Regions from separate parts of the Danio rerio genome. Here region 1 is linked to region 2. A link is a contact called in public HiCAR-type data. All regions are on one chromosome and are shown on one strand. Each heading gives the region's core, a stretch centred on a gene start, on an enhancer-like site or on the middle of the called end of the contact. The rest is flanking DNA. Distances are from core to core; before and after follow the strand shown. Region 1 overlaps adka (adenosine kinase a). Region 2 overlaps kat6b (K(lysine) acetyltransferase 6B).

What was found. HiCAR-type assays count read pairs that join an accessible place to other places.
Region 1: a contact with region 2 is called in a HiCAR-type map of caudal fin, with 8 times the contacts expected there. The contact joins two enhancer-like sites. A contact is called at or near these places in 3 of 18 Hi-C or Micro-C datasets (caudal fin, embryo and fibroblasts) and 1 of 4 datasets of contacts at active chromatin or transcription factors (caudal fin).

Annotation. Positions count from the first base shown.
Region 1 is chr13:28,395,140-28,397,839 of GRCz12tu, reverse strand. The region is part of intron 3 of adka (adenosine kinase a); the gene reads left to right. Among named protein-coding and RNA genes, the nearest start is that of adka, 21 kb to the left of the region's middle. Within about 2 kb of position 1,354, at least 17 of the 62 cell types and tissues checked have an H3K27ac peak or open chromatin away from gene starts, as enhancers often do.
Region 2 is chr13:28,106,533-28,109,232 of GRCz12tu, reverse strand. All of the region lies in intron 2 of kat6b (K(lysine) acetyltransferase 6B), which reads left to right. Among named protein-coding and RNA genes, the nearest start is that of kat6b, 19 kb to the left of the region's middle. Within about 2 kb of position 1,387, at least 16 of the 62 cell types and tissues checked have an H3K27ac peak or open chromatin away from gene starts, as enhancers often do.

The DNA.
Region 1 (2,700 bases), core at 105-2,604, 290 kb before region 2:
TCTCAGTGGATACATATAAATCCTTGTGAAAATTATACCTTGATATCATTTTAAGCTCATTAAAGCCCATTCCTAATGCTTATCCAACATTCATTAATTGACTATGTTAATTAGCAAATACTTGTCAGCTTATTCTGCCCCCCCCCCCCCCACCCCCCATTTTCCTAACAATGTAATTGATACTCTGCTAATAATACATTAGTTACTTGTTACATGCTACATGCTAAGTTATTGTCAGTGTCTCAAAATAAAATGTGTCAGGGCTTTGTGGCCAGCTTTCACACTTTTGCTTTGTGACTAACTTTTTACACTTTTGCATCTAAAACTTGTTTAAAGCGATTAAAAATGTTGCTTAGACTTCTGATTTCTGTAACATTAGTTGTTTTCCGATGCCACTTGATTTATGAAACAGTTTCAGGTATTTTCTAAAGTGTCACTAACTTTAGCTTTCATTAATGGACTTTAAATAAATAAATGCACAACATATTAAATGCCCATAATAGACATTTTCAAAAACCTTTTCCAAGAAACAGATTGTAGTTTCCAAATCTACCAGCAGAGGCTAACAGAGCTGTTAACCAGAAAAACAGTTGACCCCTGCACAAACCCAAGGGTTTAAACTCATACTTGCACAACACTGCCATCTTGTGACAAACATAGACTGTCTTTATAGTTTAATTTATTTTCTATATTCCTTTTTAAAGACATTTAATTTCTTAACTTTTTTTTTTTTTGCTTTACCTGTAAAGTCACAAACATCTGTGCTCAAAAATACCTTTATAACTCCTCAGTGTTGCTATGTGATTTAAATAAAAGTCATATCTGTTTTAAGAGGTGCGTTGTGTGCCAGAATCTATTATCGTAATGTACAGCTGCCTCTGGTCTTGTAACACTTCTGGGTGTTTATAATGGCATCGTCTCAGCAGATGCAGTAGCTACGTCAGCCAGCAGGTGGAGCCATACGCTCAGGCATTTTAATAGCTTAAGACAGCATCATGCCGCAGGGAGGCTTTTGCCAGTGCACAACAGGAAACCTTATCCGATTTCAGATTAGTTTTGTTTAGCAGGGGACGGACAATTGAGCTGCTTCCCAGGCTGAAAGGCCAAGCTTGACTGAAGTTATTTGTTTTCAAATTCTTGAATGGAGTCATTTGTATATGCTGAAACAGTTATTGAGATTTGAGTTCATGAATAAGCAAGACAAACGCTGAACACGCCGACTGTGATCTGCGTCCTTTTGTTTTGTGGATTGTCCTAACGGTGTGCAGCCGCGGGCGATCAGCCTCCCCCCTGAGAGAGCTGAGTCTGACGGTTTCCTGTGTCTCAGATGGAGCCGCTTTTGATGAGTGTGCTGTTCTTTATTCGAGAGCGGGCAGGAAAAAAGAGCTGTTGCGCACCGAAAGCTAAATTGCAGGTGCACTGAGGATAGGGGGTGGAAAAATAGTATATTTGAGAGGGACAAACCGTTTGCAAATCGCGCACGCTTGCAGTATGAACATTTACTCAGCAGTGTTTTGGGGCAAAAAGCTTTGTCAACATTAAAGAAAGGGGAAAAATAGATTGGCAGGGATGCTTAGCTCTTGGAGTTGGAGGAGACGGCTACAATTAATCATCAGCACTGCATTCTTGACACTTCCGGGGGGGAAATAAATACACCTAAACGAACCACGAACTTGTACTGTATGTTCCTGTTAAGTTATCCTTGTGTGAGCCGTCCGAACTTTGCCTTCCCATTGGCAGACATGCACCAGTGCTCGTCCAACCTTGGCTAGAAGCACGTATAAAGCGCCACACCTCAAGATCCAGTTCCAGGGGTCAAGATGGTGACCTTACCCTGACCTTAAAGACGAGTAGGCAGGGGGGTTTGTCTACAGGTCCAGAATCTCAGGATCAATGGTCCCTGATGGCTCCGACTCCCACTCTGGCTCCTGCCTGATTCGTTTCCCATCAGCCATCCCTTCGCAGCTAAGTGATTTCCCCTAATGGCTGGATGTCCGAGCGGTAACCTCTTAACGCTCTGCCCTGCATCCACTTGAGGATGCTCTTGAGGATGGAGAGAGAGAGAGAGAGAGGATCTTGCTTGTACTCCTTCGTCTCAATCTTCATCATCATCACTGAGGCTCTGTTGTACGTTATGACTGCTTAGATTTATGTGCTGTGAATTACGGCGGCAGTAAGCTGACTGCCAGGAAAACTCAAGACTGTACACCGCGGCCCAGCTCAGAAACGCAACATTGGCTTTTATGGCCACTATGGGATTTTCCATTGGTCTTTACCCTCTCAGGTGGGAACATAGATCTTTTTTTTTTCTGCTGAGATGCATTAGACGGGTTGTAGCCAAGTGTTACAGGGAATCAGGTAGTCTCTCTTTTTTAAGGTCTGTTTGTTCTGCAGTCAGAGCTGGACGGTCTCTAATTGCTAAGCTGCGGGCCGCCGTGGAGCCCAGCCAGGCCGTCTGTTTTCCTGCTGCACTAAATGCTGGCCTGATGGCGGTGGGCTGGTCCCGCTCCACGCTCTCCTTACAAGCATTCATGCCTGCCATGTTTACGACAGCCTTCAGATGCCTTTCCCTCTTCACTCCTGGTTAAGTGTTTGGTTCGGTACGCGGAGCTGTCGGGGTTTCCGAACGGCCACAAACCCCGGCTTTGACTTTAATCATCTCGAATCACTCTATAAAACTGACCTCAGACCTGCTGCTCT
Region 2 (2,700 bases), core at 138-2,637:
GCTCCACGTACAGAAGTTCACATCATATATTTATGTCTGAGGGCTCGGAAATCCTCATGTAAGAGAGTCTGTCTGTGTTTATTTTTGTTTCGTTTTTCCAACATATCAAATATCTCACGCTCAGATCCTATCTCTCTCGACGTCAAACATGCCATGCTTTCAAGTAGCCATGTTTCTTTTATCTTTGTGCACATGCATGTGTGAAAGAAATGAGCGTTTTTAGCTGCAATCCAGCAAGAGGCAGTGGAATTCTGCCATTGAAATCAATTTAGCGCTAATGTTATTGAATGATGTGGTGTGTAGAGCTGCAGTGGAAGGTTTATTTGTATTTATACGAGACGGCGGTGCCTGTGCTTTTCCCCTCCTGCGCGTGAATACAGATGTATTGTTTAAAGGCAATTGAGGTCAAGCGTTATGTGCATGGTGGGATTTTTGTTGTGTATCATGATTACGTTGCCCTCAGGGAGAGAAGCCCTTTATAGGCGATGAGCGCACGTTCGCTTCCGAGCACTAAGCAACTCGCAGTCATTTGTATGAAGAGCTGTGCGTATCATTCAGGGGCCATCGATTTGGAGCCTTTCAATTGGCACTTAAATAAAAACTTGCAATGTTTATGAATAACCCATCTGCAAATTGATGGTCTGCCAAAATGATTAATAGGCTAGGGATTGATTGCCTGTTGCATAAAACAATTAGTCTGGCATTACTCTCAACAGGTTTCTCACCAGAACAGACACTCAATATTTATCAACATGGCACAGCGGGGAGCTCAGCCTGAGTGGCTCTCTTGAGATGGTACAGAGAACATACCCACTAGATGTAGTTTTACTCGCTCTTCTAATGCCCCATCTGCATCTAATACTCACCATCCCCCAGCAGATCGCTTCGTCTCTTGCTGACAAGCCTTTTGGGAGAGAATCGAGCCGAATTGCTCGCTTGTTTACTCTCAAGTTCTACCGGTTCCTCCTCTCAGGAGACTCATGTGTTTTTGTGGGCAAGTCTAAAGACTCTGGCTTGAATGGACTTACGCGACTCGTGCAGAGATTTAGATGCAACTGTTTGGAGACATGAGGGTGTGGTGGCAGACTTTGCCGTCAGATTCCATGTAACCTTTTTCTGATCTCCACTACACGAGTCCTGCATGCCACAGGCTTTCGTGGGAGGAAAGATACAGTCTTATCTCAAGAGCTATTCACTGAGCCTGTTCGCTTCCCTCTAATCGTCTTTTGGCATCAGCACCTTGCGTTACTCTCGTTCAGAGGGCACTGGCTACACCTCTCGCAGTTGTATAACATCCCATTGCCAATATTTACTCAGGCTCAGCGTTGTGTATCACAGCACTCAGTGATACGGCAAGGCGGTGTGTGTGTTTGCCTGTGTGGTGACGTGCACTATTCAGGACACATCCTGCTGGGCATCCTTTATCCTTCATCAGTAGTAGCAGATTTGTTGCATGTTTGATGTCTGTTGTTTTGGCTGCTGCCTTTTTGAAGGCTTTTACACAAGAATGTAATCTTTACAGTAGTCCAATGACATTTGAATTTAATTTCCTGTTATTTGTTGTGTCACGTCTCATGGATTCTGCGTCTGGATTTGCATCTGATCTCCTGAGATCTTGGCTACCTGACCACACTACATTGTTTGATGCAAAAACGCATTAGGGTAGTCCCAATATCATCATGTCTGTCAACAATATGGCTTTTGGGTATTTTATGCTTACCAAGCCTACATTTTGACCAGAAGTAATGTTGTCAAGTATTGAAATGTTATTCTAGCTGACTTTATTTTAACCCTTTGAGGTCACCAGATCACTGTGGCTTATTTAGCATCTCTTTTTTTCTTATTGGTGCCAAAGACACTTAGTCAAACACTAAGTCAAACACTGTTGATTTTAGTCGAACAAATAAGTGTTATACAACATTCAAATCTGTTTGGTGTCTACTTTTTGTGTGCACTCACAATAACATATGTGAGTGCTTTTGCTAAATAAAGAAAATACACAGTGTGCGTGTTTTTTATTTTGTCTCTTTGCGAACAGTTTTTAGAAACACGTCACTAAAATGAACTGAAACTCAACAAAAACAAAACACATGAGACATATATCTATAGAAAGCCTGAAGGAGACTCACATAACATGTTAACTGGGGTCAGAAAAAACACGAATAGATAAGACATACAGTTAAAATCTGAATTTTTTTTTCGTTTTTAACTATCTCCCAAATGATGTTTAAAAGAGCAAAGAAATTTTCACAGTATGTCTGATCATATTTTTTCTTGAACATAGGATGCTAATAATTCATGGGGTTCAACTGTACATGCTTGTGTTATTTTGATGCTCAAGAATAGTATTTGTTGGTGTTAAATGCACTTATACTGCTTTATACTTTTAAGGAAGTTCCAAATGGCAATGTTTTAAAAAGATACTCAAATCTTTTAAGTCTTGTTGACCTCAAACTTTTTGGACATGATCGTATCTTCAATTCTAAGTAAATGAGAGCAATGTGCAATTTTCTTATTTTTAATATAATAAGCTTTGTCTATAAAGTTTTCACAGTAGCCTAATACATAATGCTATGAGAAAAATATATTTGCCGTGATAAAAGGAGTTTTGGTCCTAACAATCTGCGACAGCGATGCATGACATTTCTATCTTAGAAATGGTTTCCGTTTCTGAAGCATTGCAATTTAATAATAGTATAA